2 separate regions of the Triticum aestivum genome follow, and region 2 is linked to region 1. The links are chromatin contacts, called in public Hi-C maps. All regions are on one chromosome and are shown on one strand. The core of a region is the stretch at or near the end of the contact, and the rest is flanking DNA. Distances in the headings are between cores, read along the strand shown.

Region 1 (4,590 bases), core at 1,501-4,000:
CGGGGCCCGGCTGACTCCATGAAGGACCAGCATCAGGGGGGAGCCCGAAGGCCTAGATAAAGACCAAAGTACCATCTTGACGTGCAAGTCAAGATGGTGGCGGCTTGAGGTCAGTTAGATCCTCATCAGCAGAGCTCTCATTCTCTCCATTGAACAGCTTGTCAAAGTACTCTTGCGATCTATGTTTGATCTTCTCGTTTTCACCAGAAGCTTATCTGCTCTGTTTTTTATGCATTTGACTTGGTTGACATCCCTCATCTTCCTCTCTTCGATCTTGGCCATCTTATAAATGCCCTTTTCGCTTTACTTCATGTTTAAACGCTGATAGAGGTTCTCATATGTCTGACTCCTTGCTTCACTCACAGCTCGCTTTGCAGTCTTCTTTGTCACATTGTACTTCTCTATGTTGTCTACACTCCTATCCAGATGTAGGCATCTGAAACAATCTTTTTCTCTCCCTGATAGCCTTCTAAGCATCATCGTTCCACCACCAGATATCTTTAGCTTCGCTTCTACTTCACTTGGTCACCCCAAACTCCTCTGAAGCCAGCTTACGAACAACCTTTCTTCTCCTTGATAGCCACCTTACGAGTGCAAGTCACCATCTCCGTCCACATTTTGTTTGCATCACCTTCTTCCTCTCAAGGGCACTCCTAATAGCCCTCTCCTTCAACTCATGAGATGCCTCCCAATAGTTAATATTGAGCAGAGGAAAAATAACTCCAACTAAAACGCAATTTTGTAAATTCATTTTATGCAATAGGAGTTAATATGAGCATTTAAATAATTCCCTAAAACATTATTCCAATGAACTCCAAATGATGCATATATGCGATGTATATGAATGACATGTTAACATTCAAATGAATGGCATGTTAACATCCAAAATTTGAAAATTGGGATGTTACATGTCACCAGCAAGCGTTGGTAATCAGGGGGACTTCTTTTATTAACTGTGCGTAATAAAACATATAGAAAGATATGTAATCAACATCTCAATCAATTAATTGTAGTACATGACACGTACAAACATACATACACATAGACTGATTGACTGCACACACACAGGAAACACAAACACAAAGCCAGAATGCTCCTCTGAAACGTCAGTAAGCTCTGCAGCTGCAACTCCGCGTGCTAGCACTTTTTCTAGATAATTAGGCCTAGCTAGTTGTTGAAAACGGAGGGGTTGGTGGTGGCGCTGCTCACTTGGACCTCCAGCACCTCCAGCTTCCGCTCCAGGCTGTCTAGTTTCTCGTTCAGTGAGGCCAGCTTGCTCTTCGTCGTGGCCTCTGCAAAATGAACGCATCAGATTAGCAAGGTCCTGAATTATCTGCCCGTGCCTTCCTTTTGCTTTTGCGTACTTGTAGTCCACATCCCCAAACTTGAGTGTTTTTTTTTCTGTTTTCTAGGTTTTCCTTTTGTTTATTGGTTTTCGCTCAGAGTCAGGCATTGGGGGTTTCAGCCCAGTTTCCCTTATAAACCGGGTCACTATGTGTTTTCTTTTTCTATATCTTAACGAAATTGGCACACTCCTGCTTTAACCGCCAAAAAACAATGCCGAGGATGAATAAGAAAGCAACAAATAAACAGACACGCATGGTTGTTGATTTGCTATCACAGTTCAAACGTATCCAACCTACTACTAACTCTGTTCTTCCCACAAGTTTGAGAGCCCAATCAACATTCCGGGGCAGTAATAGCATACCACGCAAAACCAGTCACATTCTAGTTACATGATATAACTGTGCAGAACTAGTTGAAATCGGTTTCCCATTACCCACAGCTAAGGGGCGAACTAGTTACACCTCTGTGTTGATGCTGTTCGCTGTTTCCGGCGATGGTTCCATTGTCTATTTTGTGAGGCAAGAGAGTTGCTACTTGGTCAACAGCAAAATCACATAATGCATTTTTTTTCTTGAGACTGGAAGCACAACCGTCCGGCATCTCCCAGGTTTGCTGCAAACACATCCCTAAAAATACATTATCGACGCGTGTGCCAAGAAGAGATAAAGGATGTAGCACATACTACAGCAGAACTTTGTTGATGGCATTCCCTATTTCTAGCAATGGTTCCACTGTAGTATTTTTCTTTTTAGTCAAGAGAATTTCTACATGGTCAGCAGTAAAGTCACAGAAACTAGCATTTCTGGTGATTATTAGTTAGAAGGGGCAAAGCACCGTTGCAGTAACGGGCAATTCAAGGCTGACTGAACCAACCTCATCGGCAACATGCGTGAGGAAGTCGGCTATGGCAAATACGGGCCTGTGCAGTCATGGAGGCGGATGCAGCAGGGCATATCATCCATGAGGAAGATCTTGTCCTGGGCGCGAGCAGGTAGGTAGCAAGATTCTAATTCACCCATGCGTGGAATAAATCACACCTAGAGGCGGGTGGAAGCGGTAGGGGCTAAGATTCGATCCAATCCAATCGAATGAGGCAAGCAAGCGAGCAGACGGGTGGGGGAGGAGGAAGGAGATGCAGGGAGGGAAATGGGGATCTGGGGGGCGCACCGAATCGGAGGAGGAAGTCGAAGAGGCGGCGGACGTTGAGGGAGATGTTGGAGATGAACTCGCGGTTCTCCCAGTCTGCCTGCACCGCGATCCCCACGTTCACCGCGCTCCCCATCCCGCCCCCTTGCCCCGCGCGAGCCATTGCTTCTCCTTCGTCTTCCTCCCGCTCGCAGGACGCTCGGCAATTGGCTCCCCTCCCCACCCACTAATGGAGAAGAAGTCGCTTCTGTCCATGGTTACTTACCTTCCACTCTACGCTTCGGTTGGGCTGGGTCCGTGGGCCGGCCGGCAATCTACTTCCACATCCTCTCCTATAAGGGCCCAGGCCCACGTATCATTCGGTCGCAGCCATGGCGCTGCGGCTGCTGTCCCACCCGTCGCTCACGGCGGCGCAGCTCCGGCAGCTCCACGGCCACCTCCTCACCTCCTCCCTCCTCGGCGACCGCTACCTCCCAAACATCCTCCTCCGCGGCCTCCTCCCGGACGCCCCTCTCCGCGCCCTCGCCCTCTTCCCCCGCCTCCGCCGCATCCTCCCCGCATTCCTCCCCAACAACTACACCTTCTCCTTCCTCCTCACCGCCTCTATCGCCACAGCCATCCCCATTCCCTCGCCGTCGTTCACCTCCTCGGCCCACACGCAGCTCATCTGCGCGTTGCACGCGCTCGCCGTGACGCTCGGCTGGGACGCGCACGCTTACGTCTCCAACGGCTTCATCCACGCCTACGCCTCCCGCGGCTTCCTAGACGCCGCGCGCCGCGTCTTCGACACTGCCGTCCTCGCCCGTACGGACGACGTCTGCTCCTGGACCTCGCTTCTCACGGCCTACGCCAGGGCCGGGCACATGGACGACGCACGCTCCCTGTTCGATGGAATGCCGCACAAGACGCCCATCGCCTGGAGCGCCATGCTCAGCGCCCACGTCGGGGCAGGCGGCTTCGTGGATGCGCTCGAGGTGTTCGACATGATGCTCAGTGCTCGTATCCGGCCCAACAGGGCGGCTATCGTTGGCGCACTGGCTGCATGCGGTGGGCTCGGGGCGCTGGAGCAGGGCCGGTGGGTGCACGCTCTCATCACCGCTACCACCGGTAGGATGGATGCGGGGGTGGCTACTGCGCTGGTGGACATGTATGCTAAGTGCGGGAACCTAGACTCGGCAAGGCAGGTGTTCGCAGCCATGCCGGAGCCCGAGCGCGACGTGTTTGCTTACACGGCCATGATCTCGGGGCTCTCGGACCACGGTCACTGCCAGGAGGCCGTTGAGCTGTTCGGCCAGATGCAGGACCAGGGGGTGCGCCCCAACGAGGTCACCTTCATCTGCGTCCTCTGCACTTGTGCCCGTGCCGGCGGCGGGCTTGTCAGCGTCGCTAGGGAGATCTTCCAGAGCATGTCTGCCGTCCACGGCATCGAGCCCGGCGTGGAGCACTATGGGAGCCTGGTCGACGTGCTCGGCCGTGCCGGGATGCTTGCGGAGGCCGCGGCTGTGGTGCGGGCAATGCCGATGCGGCCCGACTCATACGTGCTAGGTGCGCTGCTCAATGCATGCCGGGTGCACGGTGGTGACGGCGTGAAGCTCGGAAAGCAGGTTGTGGAGTGGCTAGCGGAACTTGGGCTCGACCACAGCGGCGTGCACGTGCAGCTGTCCAACATGTACGCCTGCTCCAGCAAGTGGGAGGACGTGGTAAGGATCCGGTCGGTGATGGAGGAGAAGAAGGTGGCCAAAGTGCCCGGCTGCAGCATGGTCGAGGTCGATGGCGTCGCTTGCGAGTTTGTTGCTGGCGACCGCTTCCTTGATCCGTGCATCAACACCGTCGTCAGAGGGCTCGATCAGCAGCTCAGGCTGCTTGGCCATGACTACCGTCACCTCGAGGAGCTATCCAACTTGGCGTAGGTTTAGAGCCCGTTTCCGTCTCAGGTCGCAGCCGTGTCTTGCCTCTTATAAGTTGGAACACCACGGCTCGTACCACAAATACACATGGCAAACATTGTTCAGCCGAAAGGGGCGCAGATCCATTGCTCAGATGACATGCTCATGGAGATTTCTCCTACCTGCCGGCCAAGACGCCGAGTTGGTCAGC
Region 2 (4,590 bases), core at 527-3,026, 370 kb before region 1:
CTGCGTTCTTGACATTCTCCTCGAGGTGGCGCAAGTCGATGGCTTGGCACAGCGCAACCAAAAATGTAGAGGACATGAGCTTCAGAATGTCGATGGCCTCGGCAGTCTTACGAGCTGAGATTAATCCGAGGGAGTTCACGTCTTGATTGTGCTGCTCTGCACTTTGGACATGGTTGGTCACAGGGTTGCCCAAGAATTGGAGCTCCGAGCAGTATGATGCCATTGCGATCTCGGCACCCTTGAAGCCATAGTCAAGACTTGGGTTGCGGCCACCAGAGAGGTTGGAGGGCAAGCCATTGTTGTAGAAGTCGTTTACTAGCTCCGAGAACTGGGCAAACATGAGCTTGCCAATCGCAGCAATGGCAAGCCTCGTGTTGTCCATGGACACACCAATGGGCGTGCCCTGGAAGTTTCCACCGTGGATTGCCTTTCCACGAGATACGTCAATGAGTGGGTTGTCATTGACAGAGTTGATCTCGCGCTCGATTGACTTCGTCGCTGCACGGATGACCTCAATTTGTGGCCCAAGCCATTGTGGCGATGTGCGGAGAGCATATCTGTCTTGCTTTGGCTTCATCAATGGGTCGAGCTCACCAAGCTTCTTCGCGAGCATCATGTATGAGCTGCCCTCCAGGATGTGCTCCATGATGGCCGCGGCCTCGATCTGTCCAGGATGGTGCTTCAACTTGTGTGTCAGGTGGTCAGTGTACTCTGGCTTGCCGTTCATCACTTCGCAGAACACCGCCGACAAAACTTCGGCAAGCACACCAAGAACATTCGCTTCAAAGAGAACTATGGACGCGAGCCCGGAGCCCACCGCCGTGCCATTAACCATAGCAAGGCCTTCCTTGGGTTGCAGCTCAAAGAAGCCGTGCTGGATGCCCGCAATCTTAAATGCCTCGGCGGCATTAACCTTGGTGCCATCAGGAGCCACGGCCACGGCATTCGGGCGGCCGGTGACAAGTCCCGCGATGTAGGAGAGCGGGACGAGATCGCCGGAAGCGGTGATGGTGCCCCGGAGCGGCAGGCACGGTGTCACGTTTGCATTGAGCAGCGTGGCGATGGTCTCGAGGATCTCGAAGCGGATGCCGGAGTAGCCTTGGAGCAGTGTGTTGACGCGGACAAGCATCGCCGCGCGCGTGGTGGCCGCGGGCAGCACGTGGCCGTCGCTGCCGGTGCCGAACGCACCGGCGTTAAGGAACCGGATGAGCTCCCTCTGCAGAGCGCCGCCCTCCTTGGTCCTCCGATGGGAGGTGGCGCCGAAGCCGGTGGTGACGCCGTAGCTGTCGGTGCCGTTGGCCATGCTGGTCATGACCCAGTCGCTGCTCTCCTTGACGCGGCCGCGGGCGGACTCGTCGAGCTCCACCCTGGCCCCGTCGGCGGCGGCCACCGCCGCGACCTGGGCGATGGTCAAGCTTGCGCCCTCCATAACCACCACCGGCCTGCGGTACTCCTCCACCATCCGCTTCACGGCGTCCAGATGGCTCCCCGACAGCGCCTCCGCGGCTTTCCCCCAGTTGAGAGGGTCAGCACTCCGCGGCTCGGCCACGCACAAACCGTGGTTGCCGTTGGCCGCCATTGGTTTGATCAACAATGGATCTTGAAGTCTCGATGGAGCAGATTTGTGGGAGAAAAGAGCTCGAGTAGAGATTAGAGGCTGGTTATCTTTACCGAAACAGCTGGATTTTCTATGTGGCGATTCTTTGGAGCGGCCGTGAGAGAGAGGAGCTGGATGGAGTAGGGGAGGTCGGGGATGCTCTTCTTGGATGGAAACGGAGGAGAGGGAAGGGATTAAATAGGTAGAGCAACCAGGGTGGGTGGGGAACTGGGGATTGGTGTGGACTGTGGCCGGGATGGTAGTGTTGACCGCTGGACTTGGCCGCGGGTGAGCACGAAGGTGGGGTTGGTGGCCTCGTGCGCGTGGACCAGGAAGAAGACGAAGAAAGGCAGCTGCTGCGACAATGGGATAAAGGAGAACGCACGAGTCGACGCCATTTTCCAGTTGCTAGTTAACCATTAGGCGGCCCTGTTTTGTCTTTTTTTTTCAGTTTTTTTTTTGAATTGTTTGGATTGCTTACCACATGTTTCATGTGGTCTTTTTTTCAGTTATTGGATGTGTCCAAGTCCAATTCTTGTATGATTAGGTGAGAGTGAGACTGTTTCTTTACAAATGCATGTACGTACGCTAGTGTAGCGGAGGTCTGACTTATGCGTGCCACCATTGCTTCGGCGTTCAAAATTAAGCGTCGTGTATGCGTATGTACAGTACTATGTTTGTGGGTTGCGCTATTAGAAGTACTTTGTCTGGGTGGCTAGGCTACACATGATCGCTATGAACCTTACTAGTAATCGTGTACATGTAATACACTTATGTTGGAAACGATATTCAGTTTCGAAAAAATATATTAGACAATATTAATTTCATTGCACACCAATATTAGGAAAGACATTGATTGCACAATGATATTAGGTAGAGTAGAATGTAATTATCACATTATATTACTCCAGTATAAAACATATTAATTGCATTGCACGTTAATATTAGGAAATACATTGATTGCATGTGGATAGTATTAAGTAGTAGGATATAATTATGTGGTTAGCACTAAAGTTGATATTAGGTATGATATTACACACTAAACATATTTAGCACTAAACATCAGAGCAACATAGACAATTGGATATATGTGTTTGAACGGGTGAGATTTGTCGGATCTCCGCAACTCGCTCTTTTTAGGGTCAGTTCTTTTGGGGATGGCTGTGGAATAACGGTTTCATTTTTTGAACCCGAAACCGTAGAACAATAGTTCTATGGTATATTCTTGAATAAAATTATAAAGTTATGAACAAATATACATGCACAAATTATTCTACAGCTATCCACTCCAGCTTTCTCTAACATGAGAAATATAAATTAGAAACAAAAGTTAACCAAATCAGTGACCCAATCCACCAACTGAGACAATCTTCATTCTTTGCCTTTGACGTGTGCTTAACCAACACAAGATCTTGTTTGAGTATATGCTACCAAGACAGAGTTCCTGTTAATTCGTCTTTAAAAATGTTTTGATTTCTTTGCATCCAAACAGTCCAACATTCCATGATGATGATATCTAAGGCAATATGGGGAAAGATTGACATAGTAACATCACTTCATCAAAGAATGAGATTCCCCTGTTGTAACATCTCAAATTTTCAATTTGGAATATTATATATTAGATGATCACTGCATGTCATATTTTATTTGCTTTTGGTTTGATCCTAGAAATTCTACGCAACTCAAGGACTCTCGGAGAGAGTTGGGGATTTCGTTATTTTCATATTTGAGTTTTCTCAAATTTTGAAAATACGATCATTTGATTTTAATTATTTTATCTTCAATTATTTCTATTATAAAAATATGAGAGAGGGAATAAAATGACTTTCCCAAAATAAATAAATATTGAGGATTTAATATTAAAATCAAATAAGATTTTATTTTGGAGTTATTGCTATTTTATTTAAATTTAGGAAAAATGCGCGTTTTTCAAAATTGCATTTAGGCCCCAAATAAATGTTCATCTTGTCCGGCTTGATTTTAGAAGTCGGGGAAAATTTATTTTGGGATTTTTGGAGTCACTTTAGTATTTCTTTTATTTGTTTTTCTGCGCGTAATTAAAAAAACGCGAACCGACTTTGGGCCGTGTTCGGCCAGGACTCCGTCCGGCCGGGCCTTTATAAGGCGCCGCCCCGAGCCCGTCAGCCCACCGAGCCGCGCCGCACCTAAACCCTAACCCTAGCCCTCCGTCGCCGCCGCCGCTGCCGACGCCGCCCCGCCGCCCCGGAGCCGTCCCGCCGCCGCCGAGGTTGACCACCGCCGCCGCCGCCGGTTTCCTCGAGAAAACCGCCCGGTTTTCCGTTCGGTTTTTTTATTAGATCTGGTTCGTTTTTTTCGGTTTAGCTTATTTAGCGAGCGTTCGCTCGTTCGTTCGTTTTAACGGACGCATTCACCGTTTAGTTCCAGAAAACGAACGTTCGTTCGTTAATCTGTTCGTCATTTTTCTTTTTCTCGGATTTTCCGCGATTATTTCTGATCGCGATTTCTAATCCGATTTTCGTTCTAGTATAACTTTTCGCTCGTTTATCAGAATCAGGCGATTCAAGCGCCTCAAGTTTCGTCTCGAAACCCTCTTTCCGTTTAACCAACTCAAACAAGATTTTGCTTCTGTAAAATTTGACCTAAATCCAGATTAGTAAACGAAGTTTGTTTATTTCGTCGTTTGACTTTCGTTGCTTCGTTCGATTTGATTCTTTTTGCAAACCGGAGTTCTTAAGTTGAACTTTCTGGTTAGATCTCTTATTTGAGTTTTACCTATGCATTAGATGAGTACTTATTGTATGCTTGTTTGTTTGCGATAGAGTATCCGGAGTGCGCCGCTTGCTACTTTGAATCTCTAGGTTTCGCGGATCATCAGCAAGGCAAGTAACATTTTGGTCATACCTCTTACTACTCAGTTTTATTGCATTAGATCAATCCTCAAACATTGCATGATTATGATCTAATTAAATTGTGGGTTTTTGGGAAGTAGATGAGGTAGTACCTATTACCTG

The links. A called contact is a pair of places that touch in the nucleus more often than the background predicts.
Region 2: a Hi-C map of leaf shows a contact between it and region 1, with 2.6 times the contacts expected there. The contact joins the promoter of LOC123188184 here to the promoter of LOC123188182 in region 1. A contact is called at or near these places in 2 of 5 Hi-C or Micro-C datasets (both in leaf).

Annotation. Positions count from the first base shown.
Region 1 is chr2A:170,795,604-170,800,193 of IWGSC CS RefSeq v2.1, reverse strand. It overlaps LOC123188182 (pentatricopeptide repeat-containing protein At5g66520), which reads left to right and starts at 2,750. Exons shown (of 2, transcript XM_044600220.1): 1 at 2,750-4,590. The coding sequence starts at 2,865. The coding sequence ends at 4,403. It overlaps LOC123188183 (protein BRICK1), which reads right to left and starts at 2,729. Exons shown (of 2, transcript XM_044600221.1): 1 at 2,515-2,729; 2 at 929-1,292. The coding sequence starts at 2,656. The coding sequence ends at 1,168.
Region 2 is chr2A:171,162,592-171,167,181 of IWGSC CS RefSeq v2.1, reverse strand. LOC123188184 (phenylalanine ammonia-lyase-like) reads right to left here and starts at 1,776. Exons shown (of 1, transcript XM_044600222.1): 1 at 1-1,776. The coding sequence starts at 1,579.